Linked DNA regions of Mus musculus: region 1 is linked to region 2. A link is a contact called in public HiChIP or PLAC-seq data. All regions are on one chromosome and are shown on one strand. Each heading gives the region's core, a stretch centred on a gene start, on an enhancer-like site or on the middle of the called end of the contact. The rest is flanking DNA. Distances are from core to core; before and after follow the strand shown.

What was found. HiChIP or PLAC-seq counts read pairs in DNA pulled down with a chosen protein or histone mark.
Region 1: a contact with region 2 is called in an H3K27ac HiChIP or PLAC-seq map of embryonic stem cells, with 2.1 times the contacts expected there. The contact joins two enhancer-like sites. A contact is called at or near these places in 2 of 115 datasets of contacts at active chromatin or transcription factors (embryonic brain and embryonic stem cells) and 2 of 9 other capture datasets (embryonic tail and embryonic trunk).

What each region holds. Positions count from the first base shown.
Region 1 is chr14:61,004,021-61,006,781 of GRCm38.p6, forward strand. Tnfrsf19 (tumor necrosis factor receptor superfamily, member 19) reads right to left here. Exons shown (of 10, transcript NM_013869.5): 4 at 1,055-1,233. Among named protein-coding and RNA genes, the nearest start is that of Gm41167, 33 kb to the right of the region's middle. RefSeq lists an enhancer at 719-1,721. Within about 2 kb of position 1,266, at least 21 of the 459 cell types and tissues checked have an H3K27ac peak or open chromatin away from gene starts, as enhancers often do. A contact at or near this core is called in embryonic stem cells, where this site is marked.
Region 2 is chr14:60,837,170-60,839,986 of GRCm38.p6, forward strand. The region is part of intron 14 of Mipep (mitochondrial intermediate peptidase); the gene reads left to right. Among named protein-coding and RNA genes, the nearest start is that of Mipep, 54 kb to the left of the region's middle. Within about 2 kb of position 1,427, at least 9 of the 459 cell types and tissues checked have an H3K27ac peak or open chromatin away from gene starts, as enhancers often do. A contact at or near this core is called in embryonic stem cells, where this site is marked.

The sequences.
Region 1 (2,761 bases), core at 16-2,515, 170 kb after region 2:
TCCTGCATCTGACAAGAGATGGTTTAGGTAGCAGAAACATGTGGACCTCCCAGGGTGCATTTCAGTGAGCTCATGGAAGGCTGTCCCCATCCACGCCTGTCTCTTCTGCTCTATCCGCTTCTACTCATTTTTTTCTGTGACTCCCTGGGCCTCTTGAAAGAGGTATGTATGTGTAGGGGGTCCTGGGTTCAACCCAGAGCTGTGCATACACAAAGCAAGCACAAAATCACCGAGTGGCACTCTCAGCCCTCTCTCTTTTTTGAAAATGCTGTGAGACGGAATTTTTCTTTTATTTTTAAAATAGTGTTTATTGTTTTTAATATGTGCATGCTAAAAATTCAATCTGAAGGGATGTTACTTACTAGGGTTTTGGAAAGGGAGAGGAACTGTGGGACACTGGGTAATGGGCAGCAAATACGTTTAGATGTGGTTAAGTTCGAGGTGGCGTCTTTTTAAGCATTTATTTCAAATATTTATTTGGGGGAGGAGGCGTGCCATGGCATGCACGTGGAGGTCAGAGGACAACTTGGAGGGAGTTAGTTTTCTCCCTCTACTAGGAGGGTCCTGGGATTTGAACACACGTGCCAAGTGTTTTTACCTGCTGAACCTCACTTGGCCCAGATAAGCCTTTTAAAAAACAAACAAAACCAAACAAACTCCTTGTGGTCAGAAATCTCTGCTGCTTTCTCCTCCGGACTAGTCCTGGGCAGGAGGGAATGCCCACTGGGCAACTTTTATGGTCATTTTGAAAAGTACCATCTTTTATAATCTGGCTGCCAATTCCTTTGTCCTCTTGTCCAAGTGTTTGTGTTTAGTAGGTTGGAGGAGGAACTAGGCTTGCAGGACATGCCCGCTTGTTGGTGTGACTGTTCTGCCTTGCCTCCAGTGTCTGTCACAGAGTAAGCTCACGGGCTGTAGAAGGCAGAAGACAAAAGTTTCACCTGTGGCCCAAACATCTTCAAGTTCTTACCACGGTGCTTTCAAGTTTAGAGGGAACAGAGAAATGCCTTGGAAAACATTTAATTAAATAAAGAGAAGTCATGGCCCTACTCACCCTGGCAGGCAGTCCCCGCAGACAGCATCACTGGTGTGTGAGCAGTTGGCCCTCTGAAAGCGGTTCACCAGCGCACAGTCCGCACATGGCTTACACTTCTGGAAACCCCAGTCTTCCTTGAACCGGTGCGGCCTGCAGGGCACACACTGTGCATCCTCCCCATAGCCGAAGCCACATTCCTGTGGGGATTAGCGGGTAAAAGACAGCTATTCAGACTCTGCAAGCTTGAAAAAGGAGAAGCTGCAGGAATAAAGAAGACCCACCAAGGCCTGCCTTCCTGGACACAAAGGCAGCCCTTTCAGCAAGTTCAAATGTGTCTTCCCTGGCTAATAATCTCTCTTTCGACCAGCGCAAGGGTCCTTAGCAATCCACTTTCTTCCAGAGGCGGTGAGCAAGTGCATAAGAAAAGATCTCCTACTGGGGCATTGGGGCAGATTTAAGGCACTTTCTTCTCCCCTAATTAAGCCAGCCACATGACCTCTCAGAAGCTGAAGCCAGTGGACACCGGTTCGCACATCAAGGCGAGAAAATAAGCACATCGCTATTAGCAGCGCAGCTTCAGAGGATAAAGGTGTGAGAGGTTTCAGACGCCTTAAAACTCTGACCAGATTAGTATTTTCTGTGATCAGAAAGGTTGTGACTTGTTCAAAGAGAGCTGGGGTCACAAACTAGAGCCTGGGATGTGGCTCAGAGGTAGAGAGCCGGCCTAGCCAATGGGAATGCCCTGGGTTCAACTCTTAGTACTGCAAACCAAACAAGGCACTTAAAGGTTTCAAGTCCCAGGCTGTGATGTACATCGGACGCTGCACCATTTTTTTACAGGGACGAGTGACATTAAAGACTCGAGGACTCTTTGGTACCCAGACTCCCACAGTTCAAGAGCAAAATGACCTATAGCAATCACATGACTAAGACACAGCATAAAACTCAGGTTTTAGTTCTGTATTCGTGAGTCCACAAGACTGGACATCTCAGCTGGTCGTCAGTATACATTAGAATCCTGAGGATGTAGGCTCTACTGCCAATGAAGGAATGGACTGGCCAGCAAGAGTGAGAGTGGGGCAAGCAGGTGGAGAACAAAAGCTTCCCCCTTTCCCTGTGTGTTTTATTTAGGCTGCCAGCAGCTGATGTGACCCACATAAATGGTGGACCTTCCCACCTCAGAAGATCTGAATGAAAAGTGGGTCTTCCCACTCCAAATGATCCAATTAAGAAAACGTCTCTCACAGCTGGACCCAGCCTCTTGGTTTTTAGTTCATTCCAAATGTTGTAGTCAATTCGACAACCAAGGATAGCTAGCACAAGTCCACCCCTTGTCAACTTGACACAATCTTATCTCCTTATGTCATGCATAATTTCCAAATGAAAACAATAACCAGGTCATAATTACACCCTACATAATATAACAGTTCCACACACAATCACAAATGCATTGTATGTTTAACCAGGTCATAATTACACCTAATATGATGTAACTATCCCTCATAAACCACAAACACATAATAAATTTTAAAATAGGTGGCAATGTCCCTTGAGGGACATTCTTTTGGTATCTCAAAACTTAAATATGGAAACTACTGATGTTCTCTTAATTGGTATTATACTGCATGATAAAGATATCAAGAAAAGGAAACTCAAATAACTGTATAAATACATTCTTAACAAAATATGACAGAAACACTCATGTCAATTATAATTGTCACTTCT
Region 2 (2,817 bases), core at 177-2,676:
TTAACGATTGCCATGTTCTACCAGATTGTTTTCACCACATCTCTTGAGAAATTGGATAATGAGTAGAAGTGTTAAGAACTAGCCGTAAGACACCTTTACATTCTAGAATTAAGCAACTTTCATCTTGAATTTGTATTGTTTTGTTTTTGTTAACACAGAGCTGACTTCTTGGTACTTTGTGAACAGAGGAAACTTGGGTTTGTGAGAGAGATTGGCCAGTGACTTGGTTTTCACTGATGTTGAGTAGAGGCCATTTCATAAAGTGAGCTAGTGAGTTGGTGTGTGTTCCTTCTTTTTCTGCTCTCTACAGTGCTTTTCTGTTTTTAAGTAAAACTATAGTCATCTGTTTCATAGAGCTTTGTCAAAGTTCATCTCTAAAGCCATTTATGATTTACTTTCTCTGGAGGAAGATTTTTAGCAAATTTTTGGTTTTTTGTTTGTTTGTTTGTTTTTGTTTTTTTTGGTAGTTGTTGGACTCCTTGACTGGACTTTCTTCTTAATAAGCTTTGCTAAGTTGCAATTTTCTAGAAATTTTACCCAAGTTCTTAAGTTTATTGGCATAGTTATTTATAGTATTCTTTTATCTTTCATTTTCCGCCTCATCTGTAATTATATTCCTTCCTACTCAGCATTGTTTCTCTCAATTTTTCCTTTACTGATCTGTTTTATTAGAATTTTCAAAGAGCAAATACCAAGTCTTCTGTTTGGTTTCAGTTCACTGATGTTTTTTGCTTTGTTATTCTTCATTTCTTCCTTTCTTGTTCCATCCACTTCCCAGAAGAAGATGACGACGACTTCCTCTTCCTCCTCCTCCTCCTCCTCCTCCTCCTCCTCCTCCTCCTCCTCCTCCTCCTCCCAGACATTCAGTGCTGTGTCTCCACTGCTTAGTCGGTCAGCTGCCTCGGACGGTCTGATAACATGCGAGTGAGGGCAGACCTTGGGCGTCTCTCCATCTGTCCTCTCTTCTCCTAAGGAATGATCTCCAGTCTCCCAACACAAGGGCAACCTACAGGGGACGAGGCCAGCATCAGGCCTGGGGAGTTCTAGAAAGAGGGCTTGCAGGCTTTCCCCGATAGAAACTCTGAAGGATAAAGTTTACCCAGTAAATATTGTTTTGCAATAAATTTACACACATATTCTGAAACTACATTTGGGGTAGTATGTCAGGAGTGACATGGAAAAAAATCCTTTCTGGAACTGAAAGCTGCTTCAGGAAGGGCTCAGCTTGATGGACTGTTGTGTCTGAGTGAAACATCCCCTACAGAAGACTATTGATACTAAATGTTTCCTGACAGTCACAAAATGGAAACATGCTCTTTACTATGTAAACAAGTTCTCTGGAGGGCCGGGCAGGGAGGGCTGGGCAGGGAGGGCCGGGCAGGGCGGGGCGGGCCTGGTGGTGGTAGTCTGTAGTTTGCAGCATGAGACAGTAACCTGGGGGCTGGCCTTGAAGAAGCAGGTGGACGGAGCCTTGGATACCTGTGATATGACAAGGGATAAGGGACTGCTGAACTCCCTCAGGGCGCATCAGCCAGAAACGATGTCTAACATAGTGCTGTAGCAGAGAGGACCTTAGAGTCTCCCACAAGGGCGTCAGTGCTGGTTTCAGAGAGACGGAGGGGGCTCTGAAGAAAGTAAGTTTACACACAGAATACAGTAGTATGCAGGTTAACAGGGTGCTACCTTGTGCACATGCCATTTTTTCCTTAAGGAGTTTTACATATTAGAGTGTCTTCTTGGTAGAACGTACATATAATTATTTCCAAATCAGTGCTTTGAAGCACTTGTATTTTTAAAATGTGGATAGGATTGAAGGAAAGAAGCTCAAAAACTGTCTAAGTTAAGGTTCTACTGCTGTGAGCAGACACCGTGACCATGGCAGCTCTTAGAAAGGAAAACATTTCACTGGGGCTGGCTCACAAGCTCAGAGGTTGGTTGCTACCTGTGACCTAACCCATTTAAAAATATTTTTATTCAGGTTTTGAGAATTTTCTACTTGCATGCAGTACATTTTAAACATACTCACACCCTATGCGCCCAACTCCTCCCAGGATCATCATCTATCATCTAACCTACTTTTTCAGGCAACATATAACACAACAGACTATTTCTGGAACATTTAAACTTGAAACTTTTAACATAGTTTTAGAGCGCGCGCGCGCGCGCGCGGTGCGAGCTTGTACAGAGGTCAGGGGCAGCCTGCAGGAGTCAGGTCTCTTTCCCCTGTAGTTTGAGGTCAAGGTCAGGTTTTCAGATTTGGCAGCAGGTCTCTGTAGCCATCTTCCTGGACCCTAGGATTTAACTTTTTACTATTTTTGTCTTTTCTTTTAGTTTTCCAAAAAAGTGGTAAATGCTCTCTCACTCTTTATCTCAGATAAAATATGTGCCAAGTAGAAATTTATAGTTGTTGACCTGGAATGTTGGAATTCCGTGCGTGTTTTGAAGGTCAGAATTTTCCGGGTCGTTAGAAATTAAAATGCTTTAAATACTGTAGATTTTTAGTTTTAAAACAAGCTTAAAGAGTTCTGGCCAAATGCACCTTAGACCCGTTCCTGTTCTGTGTTCACGAAGTGCAGTGAGTGTTTTAAGAAGATAAACCGCTTCACGGCTCCTGCGCTGTCCAGGTCAGGTTTTGCTATCAGAGCTGCTTGTCCGACTTTCTGGGGAGCTCCAGGCTTCAGGCCTTGCTGGGGCTCCAGGAAGAGGTCTGGCCTTCTCGTGGGGCTCCTGTGAGTTTCCTTCCTCCTCACCTGCTGGATTGCTTAGAGATACATCTACTGTGAAAACTGTAAGGACTGGGAGAAACATGTTTTTGTG